Linked DNA regions of Sus scrofa: regions 2 and 3 are each linked to region 1. A link is a contact called in public Hi-C and HiChIP or PLAC-seq data. All regions are on one chromosome and are shown on one strand. The core of a region is the stretch at or near the end of the contact, and the rest is flanking DNA. Distances in the headings are between cores, read along the strand shown.

Region 1 (2,947 bases), core at 329-2,828:
CAGGTGTGGCCATTATGCACACAAAGACAACTTACAGAATGAAGAAAACAGTTTCAAGTTATGCCTAACTCTAAAATATGCAAACAACTTATACAACTCAAATGAAAAAAGCCAACAACGCAATTGAAAAATAGGCAAAAGACCTGAATAGACATTTCTCTAAGGAAGATATACAGGTGGCCAACAAGCACTTGAAACAATGCTCAACATCACTGATTATTAGAGAAATGCAAATCAAAACTACCATAAGATACCACCTCACATCAGTCAGAATAGCCATAATTAAAAAGTCCACAAATTACAAAGCTAGAAGGGGTGTGGAGAAAAGGGAACCCTCCTGCACTGTTGGTGGGAATGTAAGCTGGTACAACCACTACGGAGAACAGTGTGGAGGTACCTTAGAAAACAATACATAGAACTACCATATGACCCAGCAATCCCACTCTTTGGCATATATCCAGACAAAACTCTCCTTAAAAAAAGACACATGCACCCACATGCTCATTGCAGCTCTATTCACAATAGCCAAGACATGGAATCAACCCATAGGTCCATTGATAGATGATTGGATTAGGAAGATGTGGTATGTATACATAATGGAATGCTACTCAGCCATAAGAAAGAACAAAATAATGCCATTTTCAGCAACATGGATGGACCTAGAGACTCTCATCCTGAGTGAAGTAAGTCAGAAAGAGAAAGACAAATACCATATGATATCACTTATATCTGGAATCTAATGTACGGTACAAATGGACCTTTCCACAGAACAGAAACACATGGACTTGGAGAACAGACTTGTGGTTGCCAAGGGGGAGGGGGAGGGAGGATAGACTGGGAATTTGGGGTTAATAGATGGAAACTATTGCCTTTGGACTGGATAAGCAATGAGATCCTGCTGTATAGCACGGGGAACTATAACTAGTCACTTATGATGGAGCATGATAACGTGAGAAAAAGAAATGTATACACACACATACACACACACACACACGCACGCACACATATGTGACTGGGTCACCTTGCTATAGAGCAGAAATTTGACACAACATTGTAAACCAGCTATGATGGAAAAAATAAAAATCATTTAAAAAATAAAAAATAAACAAAAAATAAACTGATTAAAAAACCACACACACACACACACACACACACAGACGCACACAATGGGTCTTCAAATTAGGTGTTTCAAAGCTTTACTCTAAGATTAAAACACGCACCTATAAATTCGTGTTTGATATCGGTAACGCCTGCTCGAAAATTGTTTTGAAGGATGTCCTACCAAAATAGTTTGGAAACGACTAGCTTTAGGAATTCTGGTTTTGCTTTTAGTTAATTTTCAAAGTGGAGTCTCAGTTTTGAAAACACTCTACCATACATGCGTTAAACACGGAGACCGAACATGCTAACCCAGGAAAACAAACCAGTCTCCGAGGGGGTAAAGCCTTCCCCAGACACCCTCTGAGGACCAGGCAATTGTCTCCTCCGCCAAGCCTTCGGCTCTCAGGCCTAGGCCAGAGGATGCCGGCGAGGCACAGCCTCCACCCAGGGTCTGGCCTGGGGATGAAGGAATCAGAGATTGCACTGCCTGCTGCAGTCTCCCACTGGTGTTCTGAGTCACCGCCGGAAGCCTTGCCCGAAATCAAAGCGGAGGCGAAGCATGCACTAAACTGGAATAGCAGCCGCAGCCGCCGCCGCCGCCGCCGCCGCAGCAGCAGTAATCTCCCAGGTACCCGGGCTGGGAGGGCTCTCGAACCCTCGGATTCCCAAAGCGACCGCCTCTAGCTTAGAGCTCCAGCCGAGCCTGGGGAGAAGGGAGGGAGGAAGGCCAGAGACAGACAGTGGGAGCGGGGCGGCGGGGAAATGGGCGTAGAGAGGACTAGAGGAACACGACGGCGGCGGTTATCCAGGAAGGAGGGCTGCGGAGCTGGGATCGCCTCGGACCCCTCTCCTCTACCCCCCGGCACTCTTTCCCCCTGGCCCGCTTTGTCTGGGGCTCTAAGGTTAGTCTCCGAGGCCCAGGCTCCGAGGACCCAGTGCAGGAGCTTGGTGCGCAGACCCGCCCTGGGTCAGAGGGTGGACCCCGGAGTGGGAGTGACACAGGGCCTGTTGACGCCACCGTGCTGCGACTGATTTGCTGGAAGTGAAGGCGCGGCCTGTAATCCAAGCCTGGGCTGTGGAAACTTTTGGGAGAGTGAGGGGGGCAGCGCAGGGTGCAGCCGTCTAGCCCAGAGTTTCTATGGAGCCTTGGGCAAGTTCCGGGATGTGCTGGGTCAACGTCACTTCCAGCACCTCTGCGAGTTCCCTCTGCGATCCAGCTTATTGGGTGTACCTCTCCTCTCTCCTCTGCTCTTTCCTCCTTCTCTCTGTCCCTCCCTCCCTTCCCTCTCTTTTTCTTTACATATTTATTGCATTTCTTTTTTCTTTTTTTCACATCTTTCATCTGTTCTTTATTGCCTGCTTCCGCTCAAGCTGGAAAAAACAAATAACAAAACAAACCCCAAACCCATATTCTGATTTGTCTCCTCCTCCGCAGGCACAGTAGTTAACTGAATCAATTCCACACTTTCCAGGTACTTATCAGCCCTCTGGCTCCTACTTCTCTCTGTCCAGGATTTTCTAGCCCAAATGGCCTCCTCCTGGGTCCAGCCTGGGTGCTACCCTCCTGTCCTCCTCCTCCAGCTCTGGCCACTTCCTGCCCCTGCTTCCCTAAGAACATCCCTGATTGTTGGTCTCAATCCCTTGTCGTTTTCCTCTCTCTACCTGTAAAAATTCCCTAGAACAGGGTGGATTTTTTCCCCCTTATTCCACCAATTTGTACATTCTAAGTAATTTCATCCATTCACTTAGAAGCTCCTGGAATCAGGGTGCTGATGGCTCCCAATCTCTCCATCTAGAACCTCCACTCATTTTAAGTCTCCTACTTATGGTTACCAACATCCCTTGG
Region 2 (2,947 bases), core at 245-2,744, 190 kb before region 1:
GGGCATTGTCTTTAAGGCATTTGCCAGCCGTGGCCTCCTGTTCCTGGAAAAGCAATAAAAGCTACCCCTTTTGGAGTTCCCATTGTGGCACAGCAGGAACAAATCCAACTAGTGTCCATGGGGATGCAGGATCCAGCCCTGGACTTGCTCAGTGGGTAAGTATCCAATGTTGCCATGAGCTGTGGTGTAGGTCACAGACACAGCTTGGATCTGGCATTGCTGTGGCTGTGACATAAGCCGGCAGCTTGTAGCTCCGATTCGCCCCCTAACCTGGGAACTTCTATATGCCAGGGGTGCCGCCCTAAAAAGCAAAAAAAAAAAAAAAAAAAAAGCTACCCCTTTTTTCCAGTCAGCACTGATGGACAGAAGCCAAGTTTAAGCAACATTTGGGACGGTTTTTAGTCAAAGTTGACTGTGTATAACTATTTTTATGAGAACTTCATGGGTACAGTGGATAGTAGGGTCTTTATTTTATTTTGTTTTATTTTATTTATTTTATTTTTTGCCTGCTCCCATGGCATGCAGAAGTTCCTGAGCCAGGGATGGAACCTGCATCACAGCAGTGACCTGAACACAGCAGTGACAATGCCAGATCCTTAACCTGCTGAGCCACCAGGCAACTCTAGTAAGGCCATAATTTTAACCCTAACGTTTCTAGTTCCCGTGACTTGTGGAATGATTTAATTTTGACTGAGAACTTGTCACATGCTGAGGATAAAGAGAAAAAAAATCACTGGTTATAAAGGACTTTCTCATAAGTGCAGGGCCATCCGGGCTTTACCATTTAAGTTTGGGCAGTGGAGTCAAGCTGGGTGGCTGGGTTGTGTATCACACAGACAAGAGGAGCCTCTGGGAAGCTGGGCTTGACTCACAGTGCTGATTCTGGCTACTGTGCTCCCCAAACATTTTTTGTCTCCCAGCTTTCATCCCTACCCCTCATCTCTAGTCTTTAGTACACAGGGCTGAATCATACCTGGAAACTCACTGGAGGCGGGGTGGCTTGCTGCTCCCAGCAAGCTCTTAAACTGAAACCACAGAATAAATCCTGCTTGGGCTCAACCTTGTGTTCTTTTTATGGGACAGGAGTTACCAGCCAGCAGTTTGTTGAAGCTCCACATAAAAACGTAAGCTCCATGCAGGAGAGCTCAGGAGATCTTGGGATGAATGTGCCTTGAGCCAGGAAGCATCACCCCTGTTGAGTAGCAATGGGCCATGCCCATGACACAGGCCATGCCTCCAATGCTAGACAGGGCACTCCCAGCTTGAATGCATTCAAGTTATTCTTTTCAGAAAGACAGCTTATTTTCTTGAATAGAGTTTAGGCTTGTCAGCGCTTCCCCATTAGCAAAGCAGGAGGAGGTTGAGAGCTGGCTCCTTTTCCAGAAAGCACAGCCATCCTGAGAGTCCCTTCAGTGCTACTCGGGTGGCGTTTAGAAGGACTTCCTTCTCAGAGCTGTACTTTCTGCCAAGCAAGCGTAGAGCTGAATCACTAAGGACACAAATGGAAAGGGAGGGGCAAAAAAGTAAAGGCTTTATATTTCCTCTTCAGGGACACAGCTCCAATCTCTTCTGCCACTTCACCACTGCAAAGCAGCAAAGGTAAAGAGAAGTAACTCTGTACTCTATAATGTCTTGTCAGAGGGAAACAGATAAATGCAGTAAAATATGGCATTTGCACAGGGGGACAAGGATCCAAAATGAGGGGGAAGCTTCTTTACTTGAGGGTGGCTTTTGTTAAGGCACACGTTCACGTGTCTGAATGTCAGTGACAGTGTGTATTGTGAAATCCTAGAGGCAGACTGACCTGATTTCAAATCTCTGATTTGTTTAGTGAAACAGAACTCTTGATATATTCTACTTACTCTTTAATAACTCTTATTCAAAACAGAGCTAGTTACCTATGGCTGTGGCCTATGTGTGGTGACATACTTCTTAGTTCCTTAGAGGTTCTTAACTCCCTGGACTGGCCTTATTGATAACTTTATGTGTTGGGAAGAATATCTTTATTTCCCTGGTCTCAGCTTCTTCTTTTTCTTCTTCCTTTTCTCCTTTTTCTTCTTCTCTTCCTTATTCTTCTTCTTGAGGTTAAACATCATATATGTTTCCTTCTTCAGTGTCAGTTTCTTCTTATGACTTTAAAATGTGTCTCTTAAGGAAGAGGCATATTTCTGCAAAGGGGTATAAAGTCTCATGGCTTGTATTTGTGGGATGGGGTAACCATTCTGAAGTTGCTCTTACTTTTAGGACCATGAGCATGCTGTGAAATTTACAAAGTTTGAGGGATAGCACATGAGAGAGAAAGATGAGCCCTGTTTTAGGGAAGGGGAGGGAGGCACTAGTCAAGTTAAATCTTGCAAAACGGTTAAAAACTACCCAGTTTCTATGTCAGGCTGTAAGAACATAGTGTCTTAGCCACCCTTGAAGATGTATTCCCCCCCGAAAGACAGACCCAGCCCCTCTGTCTTCTTGCAATCTTTTAATGTCAATATTCCCTTCAAAGACATGTTCTCTCCTCCCCTTTGCTGAATAAAAATCCCCCTTCTCAAACTCTAAGGGGCTGCAACCTCGGGCATCCTTCTTTTTCTCTTTTATCCCATGACAGCTTCCAGATGACATATCTCTTTTGCTTGGGAAAGATCTTACCCTAAAAGCAGACAGAAAGATCCACAAAGGGAAATTTTCTGCAATTCTTTCTCTTTGAGGCTCACTTTGAAGTCCTTCTACACCTAAGGTCTCTCCCAACTTTCCCTCACTGCCTGGGCAGAGCCTCCCCTGGGGTCCCTGCACCTTTGGCCGGACCCTATGAACCTTGGGGCTTTGGTGTTGCATGGGTTCCTCTTTCCTGAAACTGACTGTGTAATGTTAATTAGATGAGATTTTGCAAAATATTTAGAATGTCACTCTTGCTAATGCGTATTTATTTATGGATGATTGTGCAAGACATTGA
Region 3 (2,947 bases), core at 329-2,828, 160 kb before region 1:
CTACCCTTTCTAACCTGGCATTCGATCCACAGGCCAGGGCATCCAGTTAGATCAACTGTGTAATTTCCAACCAAGATAAATGGAAATAAAGAATAGATACAGTTCAGGAGTTCCTGTTGTGGTGCAGCGGAAATGAATCTTACTGGTATCCATGAGGATGCAGGTTCCATCCCTGGCTTTGATCAGTGGGTGGGGGATCCAGTGTTGCTATGAGCTATGGTGCAGGTCACAGATGCGGCTTGGATCCGGCATTGCTGTGACTATGGCATAGGCTGGCAGCTGTAGTTCCAATTTGACCCCTAGCCTGGGAACTTCCACATGCTGTGGGTGAGGCCCTAAAAAAAAAAAAAAAAAAAAAAGAATAGATATAGTTCATAAATCAATGATATTGGTCAACTTTATGTAAACATGAGCAGGATATCATGTTATTTTATTACACAGAAAGCATCTCCCCATGTTCCACTGTCAGAAGGCCATGACTGTATTTAATAACAAAGAAAAAGTGATGATAATTTTGTGAAAGCCCTAGGATTTTTATTTTCCATACGGATGAGGATGCAATGCAAAAAATGGAAAGTTTTTTTTTTTCCCAAAAAAGATAAATTTTGGAAATGTCTATGTATTTTGAAGGAGGTTTATAATCATGGCCAACCCAAAACACTTCTTTGGGCACAATGAATAAGTTCATATTTATCAAGTGCTTACCAGGTTTCTTTATTGAATACAAAGGGGAAAAGATGGAAAAGATCTTATAGGAGTGACTATATAACATTCCATATAATAAGAGGAAAATTCAGTGAAATATATGATAAAAGTATATAGTCAAAGAAGAAAGACATCAATGTGGGCTCATGATAATATGGAAGATAATGGAAATGATGGAATTAAGGAACCATCATTGGATTGGAACTTGAATAATAATATATAGATAGATAGTCTATCATAGGTGTTCCCATACACCCTGGATTTCCAGATCTACCCCAGTCTATTATTATAATAATTACATTTATTAACTCTACATATGTTACCTATAATCCTTTCAACCAAAAATTTACTGGAATTATCCCCATTTTTTCCAAATGAGCAAATCAAGCTTAAAAGATTCTAAATAGCTTGCTGAATTTCACATGGGTCCAAGGAGAGGAGCTGGAATTTCCAACTACACCATGCCTCCTGTATTTTGCCACCAAAATGCACTTCCCTGAAGACACATCTTGATGTTTGTTTCATACTATGATCTCTGCTGTGTATGGGGATTGTCAGTATTTCTCCAGAGTTGCATGTTGCCCTTTGTTATTTGCAAAAACCTTATGTTGCAAGCTTACCATGAGACCTAGGACCTGAGTCACTTCATCTTTCAGGACACTGTTTGAACTCTTGATAATGGCTGCCCTAGAAGCGAATAAAGCCCAGGTCTTTGACCTCAGTCCTGGACAGAGGACAGGGTTGTCTAAAGCTGTTCCTGGTGCTCGGCCACTCTTGCTATGGCTCATCCTCATGTTTATCCCCTCCTGTGTTCTTTCCTGCTGGCTCTGATTTCCCACCCCTAAACTATAACCTGTCCCACATCCAGGTGTACACAGTTGAGAAGGGAACGTGAAAGGACAGTCTTTAGAATGTTTTGCTTCCGTGGCTTGTTGGGTTTACTTCCTTGTGATCAAGTAGCGGGGTGAAAAACAGACATCATGGCACTGCTGTTTTCTGCTGAGCAGAGAGATGCCACGTGCCTTCTTGAGCTGGACAGGGAAGGCCATTTGGAGTTCCTCCTGGTGTCCCTTCTGTGCTTTTCCTCCTAGCACAGTCTATGAGAGGGGAGGGAATTTTCATGCATTGCTGTCCTGCTGCTGCTGCTGCTACTGTTTGCTGCTGTTCTCAACCTCTCCCTTGGGGTTGAGCCAAAGGGAAGTCTGGGAAATTTCCTCTGAATCTTGGCAGGAGTGAGGTGGGAGGAGTAAGGACTTTTAGGAGGGAGGAGGCAGGAGGAACTGAGCCCAGCAGTGAGGGCTGAAGAACAGCAGTGAGGAGGTAAGTGGCATTCTTGTGCATGCTGGATTGTTCTAGGCTAAGTGTTAGCAGACTCTCTGAGATGGATGGGGAAGACCTGGAGCCTGAGGACTCTTCCTGTTGTAAGCATTCATCTTCCTTCAGAGTAATAGCTTTGCCTCTAGTATCTGGGTGTCTATAGTCAGGTACTTCCTTGCCTGGCAAAACCTTAGCCTCCTGCACATCCCTGAAGGCACCGTATGCTTTCCTAGCCAATCTCTGTTCTGTACGGGGTTGTTGTAGAGTAGTCTTGGAGATAAAAATGGCAGTGGATGGCAGCATCAATCACATTGGGAACCACAGGAAAATCAGCTTTCTTCTTGACCTTGTATGATAAATGCCTACAAACTGCTGAACAAATCCAGACACTTATAAAACATAACTTTCACACTGAATATATTTAATGCTTGCATCTGGGCTTTTGACCAGGCTTCACAACAATACAGAATAAATGTGTGTGAGTGAATATTTACAAGCTTGTATTTTCCACTATTTTTTCTTTCTTTTTAAAAGAAAATCATCCAAAACCCTGGTAACATGTTATATGTCAACTCCCAGGCAAAAGAAAAAAAAAAAAAAAAGCTAGAGACCACGATATAATGATGATAATTCTCAAAAAATCTGCCAGGTTTTAGATACTCCTTGTTGAGTATACTTTAGTTATTATCAATGATATTTGGCAACTTTAACATAATAATAAGAGGCTTGGGTTTGTTGTTGTTATTGTCTTTAGTAATATAATGCACTTTTAAGTATGAATCTTCTTCAATATATCCAAAGCTGGGTATGGTTCAGTTTTAGAATACCTCTGAACTGAAATTGTTTTCTTCTATAACCATTTATAGCCTGGACACCTCTGCCAGTATTTTTGCACCCAGTAAAAACTAACTAAGGAGTTTCCATT

Evidence for each region. A called contact is a pair of places that touch in the nucleus more often than the background predicts. HiChIP or PLAC-seq counts read pairs in DNA pulled down with a chosen protein or histone mark.
Region 2: an H3K27ac HiChIP or PLAC-seq map of alveolar macrophages shows a contact between it and region 1. The contact joins the promoter of SERPINB11 here to the promoter of LOC100156248 in region 1. A contact is called at or near these places in 1 of 5 promoter capture datasets (fetal skeletal muscle) and 1 of 2 datasets of contacts at active chromatin or transcription factors (alveolar macrophages).
Region 3: a contact with region 1 is called in a Hi-C map of skeletal muscle, with 3 times the contacts expected there. The contact joins the promoter of SERPINB7 here to the promoter of LOC100156248 in region 1. A contact is called at or near these places in 2 of 5 promoter capture datasets (liver and skeletal muscle), 25 of 47 Hi-C or Micro-C datasets (adipocytes, adipose tissue, alveolar macrophages and 14 more) and 2 of 2 datasets of contacts at active chromatin or transcription factors (alveolar macrophages and skeletal muscle).

What each region holds. Positions count from the first base shown.
Region 1 is chr1:157,835,553-157,838,499 of Sscrofa11.1, reverse strand. LOC100156248 (serpin B8) reads left to right here and starts at 1,578. Exons shown (of 7, transcript XM_003353447.4): 1 at 1,578-1,729.
Region 2 is chr1:158,029,380-158,032,326 of Sscrofa11.1, reverse strand. It overlaps SERPINB11 (serpin B11), which reads left to right and starts at 1,494. Exons shown (of 8, transcript XM_021099530.1): 1 at 1,494-1,599.
Region 3 is chr1:157,997,873-158,000,819 of Sscrofa11.1, reverse strand. It overlaps SERPINB7 (serpin B7), which reads left to right and starts at 1,578. Exons shown (of 8, transcript XM_001925047.5): 1 at 1,578-2,025.